Linked DNA regions of Mus musculus: all the other regions are linked to region 1. The links are chromatin contacts, called in public promoter capture Hi-C maps. All regions are on one chromosome and are shown on one strand. Each heading gives the region's core, a stretch centred on a gene start, on an enhancer-like site or on the middle of the called end of the contact. The rest is flanking DNA. Distances are from core to core; before and after follow the strand shown.

Evidence for each region. Promoter capture Hi-C pulls out the DNA fragments that hold promoters and counts their contacts.
Region 2: a contact with region 1 is called in a promoter capture Hi-C map of embryonic stem cells, with 7 times the contacts expected there. The contact joins the promoter of Olfm1 here to the promoter of Adamtsl2 in region 1. A contact is called at or near these places in 3 of 39 promoter capture datasets (embryonic stem cells and liver) and 1 of 9 other capture datasets (embryonic stem cells).
Region 3: a contact with region 1 is called in a promoter capture Hi-C map of stem cell-derived epiblast-like cells, with 5 times the contacts expected there. The contact joins the promoter of Fcnb here to the promoter of Adamtsl2 in region 1. A contact is called at or near these places in 4 of 39 promoter capture datasets (embryonic stem cells and stem cell-derived epiblast-like cells).

The regions. Positions count from the first base shown.
Region 1 is chr2:27,077,662-27,080,908 of GRCm38.p6, reverse strand. It overlaps Adamtsl2 (ADAMTS-like 2), which reads right to left and starts at 1,530. Exons shown (of 19, transcript NM_029981.2): 1 at 1,336-1,530.
Region 2 is chr2:28,204,004-28,207,250 of GRCm38.p6, reverse strand. Olfm1 (olfactomedin 1) reads right to left here and starts at 1,562. Exons shown (of 6, transcript NM_019498.2): 1 at 1,152-1,562. The coding sequence starts at 1,301.
Region 3 is chr2:28,083,130-28,086,376 of GRCm38.p6, reverse strand. Fcnb (ficolin B) reads left to right here and starts at 1,499. Exons shown (of 9, transcript NM_010190.1): 1 at 1,499-1,586. The coding sequence starts at 1,520.

The DNA.
Region 1 (3,247 bases), core at 281-2,780:
GTTCCACCTATAGGGTTGCAGACCCCTTCAGCTCCTTGGGTACTTTCTCTAGCTTCTCCATTAGGGGCCCTGTGTTCCATCCTATAGATGACTGTGAGCATCCACTTCTGTATTTGCCAGGCACTGGCATAGCCTCATACAAGACAGCTATAACAGGGTCCCTTCAGCAAAATTTTGCTGGCATATGCAATATTGTCTGGGTTTGGTGGCTGATTATGGGATGGATCCCCGGGTGGGGTAGTCTCTGGATGGTAAGTCTCCATCCTTTCGTCTTAGCTCCAAACTTTGTCTCAGGGCCCTTCTCTCTTGAGAGAACAGAGATATGGAGGAGGGGCAGAAGGAGGTACAGCCTGCACCTGGCTCCTGATTCCCTTCCAACAAAACAGCCCCTCAAACCCAAACACCCACCAAGGGTTACGGTGAATCAAATCAAGAGAGCTTCCAGCCTTGCTGCTCCAACTCTCAGAATGGCTGCTGCGCACCTCAATTTAAACCCTGTCCTAGAAAGGAAGCTAATGTAGCTTGTCCCAGGTGGGTGTCATCTGCTGGTGAGTTAGACAATGGGCTTCAGAAAAAAGAGGCAGCTTGCCCAAAGCCACACAACAAGGTAGCCTACTGCCCCCTCCCCCACCACACACACACACACACACCACAGAGCAAACTTAGGGACTCAGTCGCACCCAGCAATTCCAGGGGAAGAAAGTCTGGAAATGGTCAGCACCCTCGAAGCCCTGATACCAACTGTCCTACTGTCCTACTGTCCTTCTGTCCTTCTCCCTCTCCCTTTTTTTCTCCCTCCCTCCCTCCTTCTCCTGCAGGTGTCCAGGAGCTTGGTCAGCATCACCCTTACGTCCACCCACCCCCGACACTGAAGGTCTCCATCTGAGTCCCTATTTTCACTCCAGCACAGAGTCCCCATCTCACACAGTCCCATTAGCCTCCATGGCTCCCCAGTCCCTGCTGCTGCCAAAGACAGGTGCCCAGTCAGCCTCACACTTGGTTTTCATTAAGGCTCCCAGACACTGCTGGATTCCAGCCAAGTCCAGCTCAAACAGGATCCATCTCTCCCTAGGGTCCAAAACCTTCAACAGGCCCACCACAGCATGGCTTTGCAGACCAGACAGCAACTGCTAGTACCAAGGTTGTTGCCTCAGGACCACCCTGCCACTGTGTGGCATAGGTTGTTCCCCCCTTTCTCTGTGGTTGAATACCCTCACCAGGGGCTGGGACATCCCCCGGCCCCCATTCTGAACAGCTTGGCTGGTCTGGGATAAGCTACATCTCACACCTCCCAAAGACCACAGTATGAGCAGGGACAAGTATGTAGTGGCCTACCTCACCCAGGGTCAGCAGGTTGTCCTCCTTTTAGAGAAAAGGGTGAGAGCTACTGCCAGGTGCACGGTGCAGGAAGGTGAGTGCAGAGATGTGCGGGCTCTGCCTGTCTCTGGTCCTGCTTCCCCAGCTGCCTCCCTCTCCCACTTCAAAGAGCATTCAAGGGAGGGGGTTCCCAGGAGGGGCTCTCAGCCCAGTGGCTGCTCTGTGGCCGCAGCTGCCTTTATAGCTGTCAGGCAGACGGGGAGGAACTCACACTTCCCACCGCTGCTCCCCCGCCCAGCCTGCTGGCGGCTGGCCGGGCGCACACTTTAACCCGCTCTGCTCCTCTGGAGTATGGCCAGGCTGTCCAGCTGCCTGCTGGCTGCTGCTGCCACAGTCCAGGATCAGTGAGTGAGCCTGAGACTGGCTTGCCTAGGTCCAGAGTGACTGACCCTAATGGATCAATTAGCCTGAGGTCATGTGGAGGGAGGTTGGCAGTGGTGGAGCGGAGCCCCCTTGACCCACCCATCTAACTTCAGCTTCCAGAGAAGGCTGGAAACCATGTGATGTCCAGGCTTTCGGCTCCTGTTCACAGGGAAGACACAGAGGTCCAGACATTGCACGGGTGCAGGCCACCCTCCGTCCTTGGAAAACAGACCTGAACAACGGAGGAACTGAGATACATCCAGAGATCAACCAACCAATGGCTCCAGGGAGAGGAAGAGGTGGCTACAGCCTATCGACCAGATGTCTAGGAAGATCGTCGGCACGGGGTATTCTGCAGATGTTTGGTACCAGCTTGGCTGGACCCCACAGCAGCTGGGCAGCTATTGGCAAGCAAGCAGGACTCAAGAGCTCTGTCCCTGCTGAGCTAGAGCTGAAGTCTTATGAATCCAAGAGGACTTTGGATGATGAGATGTCTGCTCTGACATTTCCTGCTCTCTGAAGCACCCCGTCCTGGAAAACAGGCACCTTCAAATGCTAAGTGATTCTGAAACAACATCCCACAAGCTGGCTGAGCCATTTCATCCATGCCTCTGTCCCTGTAGTGGGGACTGGAAGTCCTCTCCTTTTCTCTGTCCCTCCCTCTTGTCCCTCCCTCTGTGCTAGATGATAAGCTTCTTCAGCTGCCTCTTTGGGCTGCTAAGAGTGATACCCTGGGGGAAGTCTTGTGTCTGACCACCAGACCGCAGCCAAGAACAAAGCAACCAGCAAAAACCAATCAGCACCCAGCCTCTCTGTGAGGCTTGAGTCAGGTGACAAGCATCTTCATCATCTGTACTTTACCGAGGAGAAACTGAGGCTGGGAAGTGGAGTGGTCTGCTAAAGCCACCAGTCAAAGTTGTGACAGATACAGGTTGCGGCGCTGCTCTGCCACACACCCTCTCCTTCTGCCTGGTTCTTCAAAGATGCTGGCTGGCTCTCCCAGCTTAGACTGCGACAGGGGGCAGAGGGTCAGCTCTCACTCTGCCGGTGTTCAGTAGTGACTGACCTTAAGGTATTCAGCTTCTGTTCTCTGTCACCCTGACCTCCCATGACCCTTATCCAGGCTCACACTGCCCCCCTGGGGCCAATAAGAAGAAGCACAGACATTCTACAACCTGACACACAGCACACACACACACATGCATGTACATGTGCACAGGATCTCACTGGCAGACCCAGATCAGATCTCCCTTATTCTGGAAGCCTCTGCCACTTCTCCTCCACCCTGGCTGACTACCAGACCCTGTACACCCTGGAGCCGACCCAAGATCTCCTGGCACTTCTGGCTTCCACATGCTCCAGCGCCGGGGTGACTAACAGTTTCCCTTGGGAGGGACCCCACAGCCAACTGACATGCCCACTCGGCATCTTCCTTTGGCCTGGCCACTTGGAAGACAGACCTGTGGAGATGTATCGTTGCCTTTGTGATGCCCACGAGTGTGTGACT
Region 2 (3,247 bases), core at 313-2,812, 1.1 Mb before region 1:
AAACTCATGGTGATATTTTTGTTTGGCTTTTTTTTTTTTTTTTTTTTTTTTGAGACAGAGTCTCATTACGCAGCTCTGAATGTCAGGGAACTCACTCTGTAGACCAGGCTGGCCTCAAACTCACAGAGACCCACCTGCCTCTGGGATTTAAGGAGTGGGACACCACTCCCAGTACCAGGGCACTAGGAAAACTCTTTTTAAAACAACAGGAGAGGCAGACCCTACAAGAGTGATAGATGGTGGTGGTGGTGGTGGTGGGTCACACCACCCAGCTCTTGGGATCAAACTGGAGGAGAATGGTCCCTCACCTGTCCTTTCCACTGAGAAGGTTATGCCAGGGTCCCTTTCCAGTGGCCCCTGACTTAAGGGTGGTCTCTGCTCAGCCTGCTCCATCTATCATGGAAGTCAGCCTTATCCAGACCCTCCACCCAACCCCCAGCCATAGCTCCCCATCCGCAGGCTGCCGATGACATGGAGATTCGATTTCCGTGTCAGAGGCCAGTAGAGAGGGGTGGGTGAAGACAGATCGGCAGCTGGGTCCCGCCCAGCTCCTCTCAACCTCCTCCAGAGTGCACGCTGAGATCTTCCAACCGAGATGAGACCGGAAGGGTCCCTTGGGATTTGGGGGGCTCAGGTGAGATCACAAGCTCTGGTCTTTTGCCTTGGGCCCCACTCTGCACTGGTCCAGTCCGTCTTTTACAAAGTAGGGCGAGCTGAGTCCTGGCTGGACCTAGCCCACAAAGGGTTTTAAGCAGCACCTCCACCCCTTACTTGCTGAGTGACCTTGGCTAAGTCCCCAAGTCCCTAGCTTCAGTTTCCTAAGCTTTGCAAAGAAAGATTTTCTAATATTAGTGAACGAGGACTCTGGACTTTGAACCCCTCCCACCATCACCAAAGCAGGTGTCCTCAAGCCCCTCCGGGGGACTGGGAGCAAAAAGCATCGCCCCGAAACGCCAGAGTGCGAGTGGCGGCCGCAGCTGAAGGCACTGCTTGGCTGCAGGGCAGAGGGTGGGCTCGTGACCCCGGCCCTTGTAACCCTCCCTCCCAGGGTGACCCCATCCTGTGCCGCACCGCCGGGCCAGCCCGGGGCTCGACCCGAGAGGAGGCAGGAGGGAGGAGGGGCCGCGAGGGCTCAAGGCGGGCGCACTTACGCCGGTGCTGCGGTCCAGCGTCCCGCCGCTGGCGGCCGAAAGCCGGGTGGTATTGAGGCCCACCAGCGAGGGCAGCGTCTGGGACATCCAGTTGGTGATCATGGCCATGGTGCTTAGCACGACCCCGATCTTCAGCAGCGGCACCGACATCGCGCCTCGAGTGGCCTCCTGCGCCCGCGCCGCGCCGGCGCCGGCTCCCGCGCCCCGGGCAGCCTCAGGCGGCGGGCACCACGGCGGGCAGGGGCGCCCGGCCGCGTCCCCGCGCCCCCTCTGCCCGCCGCCGCCCGCCGGTCTCTGCCTCCCTGTGCGCACTGGCCATCGCCGCGCCGCCCCGGCGCCGGGAGGTGACCAGGCGGCCCTGCCCGGCGCGCGCTGCCTGCCCGCGCTGCCCGCCGCTGCAGCGTCCCCGCGCGCTCCGCTCTCGAGAAGGGCCACCGGGTTCTGAGCGCGGCGCGGGCTGTGCGCGGGGGCCGCGGCCGGGGGGCGGGGACAAGGCCGGGCGGCGGCCGACGCAATCTGCCCAGGAAATGGGTGGATTTTTCCTCCGAGCTCCGGCTCCGCGACGCCCCCTGGCTGCAGGCAGCGAGGTCTGCAAACCGGTCGGCCGAAGAGTTAGGGTCACCCAGGAGGACGGATAAAACGCCGCCACAAATCGTAAAAAAAAAATATAAAACCTCAAGAATCTCGCATGGCACCCATCCACAGAACACCCCCTCGCCCAGCTCTCTCGGTCACCCTCACGGTTTTGTCTCGCCCAGGCCCGGCCTGCTTGTGGTCAAGGGTCTCCTCCCCTGCTGCTGGGCTTGCCTTCCCTGGTGGACTAAGTCCAGTCAGTTTGGGGTGTCTCCTGAGCCCCAGCAGGAAAGAGTAGCTTGGGTGGAGTCTCCAGTGTCAGCGCAGGAGTAAAGAGGTAGCTACAAAGTGAGAGACACTGCTGGGAACCTTGGACAACTACCTCAGAAGGAGGGGACAGTTGGAAGTCCTAGCGGGGGAACACCCTGGGCTTGTGGGAGCAGGTTTAAACAGAGAGGGACTGGAGGGGGGCGGTATGCCTGCTGTGCACAGTAGAGGATGAAGGAGAGAGAGTGTGCCAACCTACCGTCAGGAGCTGCTGGAAGCATAGGGCTCAGGAGGAACTAGAGGGGCCACACCCATGATTGTGGGGTATGGTACATGCACGGGGGGCGGGGAGGGGCGGGGTTAGAGTATCTGGCGTCTATGCTGTAGGCTTAGATGGACAGGGGTCCCTCGCAGGGACCCAGATCAGGGCCAGGCAAGCTTCAGCAGTATCTGTGCCAAGACTTGTAAGTCTCAGCAAAACAGAACAGCCGGCAAACACAACTTCATAGTGCTTTTGACTTTGAAGCAAGCCCTCTAAGCTGAGGAAAGCCAGTTTCTGCAGGCATTCCTCCAAGTTGTTCCAGTCCCGGGCAGGGAAAGCCAGCCTATTCGCAGCCCCCTACCCCTGCGCTCTTTCCCACCTGGTCAATTATAGACCAGGAAGAGATGTCAGAACAAAGGCAGGCCTCCTGGGGTCTGCCAAGAGGGATATGACATCTTCCGGGGGCTTGTCTCTCTGTGTTCAGTCCTCATTTGCAGAGAAAACGTCAACAGCCAAGATGACCCTGGCCCGAGTGCTGGGCGTGAGCCCTGCTGGCTCAAGAAGTCAATTGGAGTTGTTTCTCTGGTTAATGCATGGCATTCATTGGTGCCTCCAGTTTGGGTCAGATGCCAGCGAATTACAACTGTTAGGGAAGGGCGCCATCTCTCCGTGAAATCTGGTACTGCAGTCCAGTCACACCCAGTGGTCCTGCTGGATGCAGCAGCCGGAGATGCAAGGCTCTCTGCCCTACATCCTCTGCCAGGCATTTTCTGAACAGAATCAGGGCCGTGGCTGTGTCTACTCACTTGCTTCCTACTACACAAAGGTAAGGAGCGCTTAATGTTTATCAACAATTTCAAATCCAGCCCAGTACAGTCCTCAAAGTTCTCAAGGCGTCTCAGGAGTCATACCTTTTATTGAATTCCTACTTAGTGCAAGATACACAGTGCAACATGCTCTAAGCTCTGTGTCAGATGCAGCATAGAGACCATAA
Region 3 (3,247 bases), core at 250-2,749, 1.0 Mb before region 1:
TTGTCGTAAGCCACATCTCAGTAGCAATCCCCATTACAGGACTGTACTGGTGACATCTCCCTCTGGCGGCCGTGCAGAAGGAGCAGTGGCAGCTAAGGCAGCTGCCATTTGGGTTCAAAGACTTATTCCCTGTCTCTGTCTTGACAAAGCCCCTGGTGAATATCCATCTTGAACCGACTAGCTGGCACAGAGAGGCTTGCCTGGCTGAGCCTTGAGCCTGCCTGGCCTGGCTCCGCAGTTCTGGGAGACTCAGAAAAGACCTGCTCCCGCTTGCTCAACAGTGCAGTCTGGAGCTGTGCACCACACTTGGTAATGATGTGCCTGCAGGTATCCCAAAGTTTTGCTAGGTTTATTTTTTTTTAACTATTTTTTTTATTCTTAGTGAGTTTAACATCACACACCCCAATCCCATTCATCTACTTCCACATTCCTTTGTATCTGCCCTTGCAACCTTCCCTGCAAAAGAAAACAAACAAACAAACAAAACAGAGCATAGCATAGAAAACATCTTGTCGTGGAAGCAGCAGCTTTGGATCTGTAGGAGCGGCCCTTACACAGGCTCCAGGAGTTCAGAGGTAGATGTTGTGGTAAGTCAACTCAAAACCCTGGATCTAGGCCTGTGCAGTAGCTGAGTTGGTCAGCCCACCATTTGCTAGGTTTCTTATCTGGCTGTCCCTGTGTCTATCCTCCTGTCGCCAACAGTGTGGCCGTGACCTACTCAGCACTCTGTTCCCACCACCCACCTTTGTCACCCTCTGACTCAAAGTGATGACCTCAGATGTCCACACCTTTCAGCTGAACAACTACTGCCAGTTTAGGCCGAGCATGCAGGGTACAGTGCTCAAAAGACAGAATTTAGCTTGAAGGTGGAAGGTGAGGGTTGAGGGGGTGAGACATGTCTTCTCCTGTGGGTGTCTTGAGCAGCCCCTGACTGGCTGGAGCTCACACAAACTGGCGTTCACTGGAGCTCACACAAACTGGCGTTCAGTGTCTGATCCTTGCAGGCTATGGAACTTCAGTCCTATAAATGCAAGGTAAGTTCTTCCACCTTGTTAGCCGGTAATGACAAGGTACAAACAGTCTTGGGATGTCAAGACTCCCCCTCCATCAAATCCCCAATTACCAGCTCATTCTGGACTATCCTAGGGTCCTTCCTCCAGAATCCCACCTAACCACAAGACACAATGTAGAGTATGATGAAAAATAGGAAGGGAATGTGGAACTCCCAAGTATGTTTGACTTAAGCCACCAGCAAGGCAGGCCTTTTGCAAACAGAGGTGCCTCTAGACCTGGCTCAGATGCCTCTGCAGGGGAAGTGAACCTCCAAAGGCCTCCCTGGAAGAACAGACATACCCTTGGGACTATTTTAGGTCTCTTGTGCAACCAGAGGCCTCCAGGAAGTGACTATCTCCTGGGGATTGGGACATTGGAGCCCAAGGTGGGGATATGGAGTTCCTGCCCTATAAGAGCAGAGTGTCTCTGCAAAGCTATAGAGGGGGTTGGGAGCCGACCAGTTGCCATGGCCCTGGGATCTGCTGCACTATTCGTCTTGACCCTGACTGTCCATGCGGCTGGCACATGCCCAGGTGAGAAGGACTCTAAGTCCCTGAGAGCAGGTTAACTACCCACTCAGTGCCTTCTAGTGTCCCTGTGCCCACCTCTTCTGAGAAGCTCCTGTCAGCTCAGTGTCACCCTCTGAGGACAGACTCTGAGCAGCTAGCACTGGCTCAGGTGGAGACTCTGTGGGCCTGTGATGCTGACCCTGAGGCCTTCAGCCTGACCCTAGGAACTTCACAGACGAAGATGACACCTATGTTTTCCACCTTCTTAGGGACTTTGGAGAGAGATGCTAGGATCCTCTACTTTGTGGCTGCCACATCCCCTTGGTAACTTTGGTAAAGATGCATCCCAGAGTCTCCTGGTACATATGGGCAAGGATTTGGGGTTGGAGAATATTCCTGATCAGCTCTGCTCTGATATCCCCTGGGGATATTACTCCTAAGCACAGGGCAACTGTCTCAAGTGGTGACATGGTTAGAGAAGGGACTAAAACAGCAAGACACAGCCCACCCACTGCAGGGGAAAGAGCCCAGCAGGGAAACTGGACAGGGAAACACCTACGAGGTCTCAACCCTACACAAAGAGCTCCAGGCAGCTAAGGAATGCTGGGAGCCAGAGAGGTGGTCCTTTCCATCAATTGATTGTCTAGTGCTGTACTGTGAGCCCTGTAAACATACTCACAAGTAACATTATATGGGCTCAACAGGTTATATTTGGGAATTTATATGTATATAAATATACATATATTATATGTGTATGAATAAACAATAACAATTTATGAAAAACAAGGCCATGAATTTGAGCATGGAGTTTGGGAGGATTTGGAGGATTTGGAGAAAGGGAAGGGAGAGTTGTCATAATTATAATCCCCCCAAACCAAACCAAATAAAAAACAAAAACAAAAACCTGGTAAGAAGCATACCAAAGATAGTTCTCTGGTCTCCAAAGTGAACCCTGCCCTAGTCTGATATTTCAAGTGTTCTTCTGCAGAGATATGAATTTCACAAATTAACAATATTTTACAAAATGTAGCAACTTCTGTTGGGTTCCAGCTGTGCCTTGGAGCATGCATGTCCCCTCCCCTAGAAGACCTCTTGTAGTCCATGGTCAACCCTCATGAGTTGGAGGAAAAAAAAAATGTTACATTAACTCAGTTTCCTAGCAAGATTGACTCTTGTTTTTCCATAACCATTTCCAAAGCCCTCTCTAAATTCTAGAATGACGGCAAGACTTTAATTTTCATTCTCAAGTTGAGTCCTTGCTACAGCCCTATTCTCTAAGAAAACATATTTTTAAGTGTGTGTGGCTGTTTTGCCTGTATGTATGTGTGTGCACCATTTGCATGCCTGGTATCTGCAGAAGCCAGAAGAGGGCATCAGATCCTCTGGAACTGGAGTTACAGACAGTTGTAAGGTACCATGTGGGTGCTGGGGATCAAACCTGCAACCTCTGCAGAAGTAAGTGCTCTTAACCCCTGAGCTTTAGTTCCTACAACTGAGTGGGGCTGAGGAGGCAGACACGGGGGCGGGGTTTGGGTGATCTGTCAAATGACAGCACTGGTAACTGGAGAGCTCATTCCCAAGCAGTCCCACTCCCACCGGATACAGATCTGTCCTGCATGCCCCTCCCATCTGCCCAGCTCCCCAAGGCAATGATGGGCCCATCTCCATCACAGGAAGACCTGACT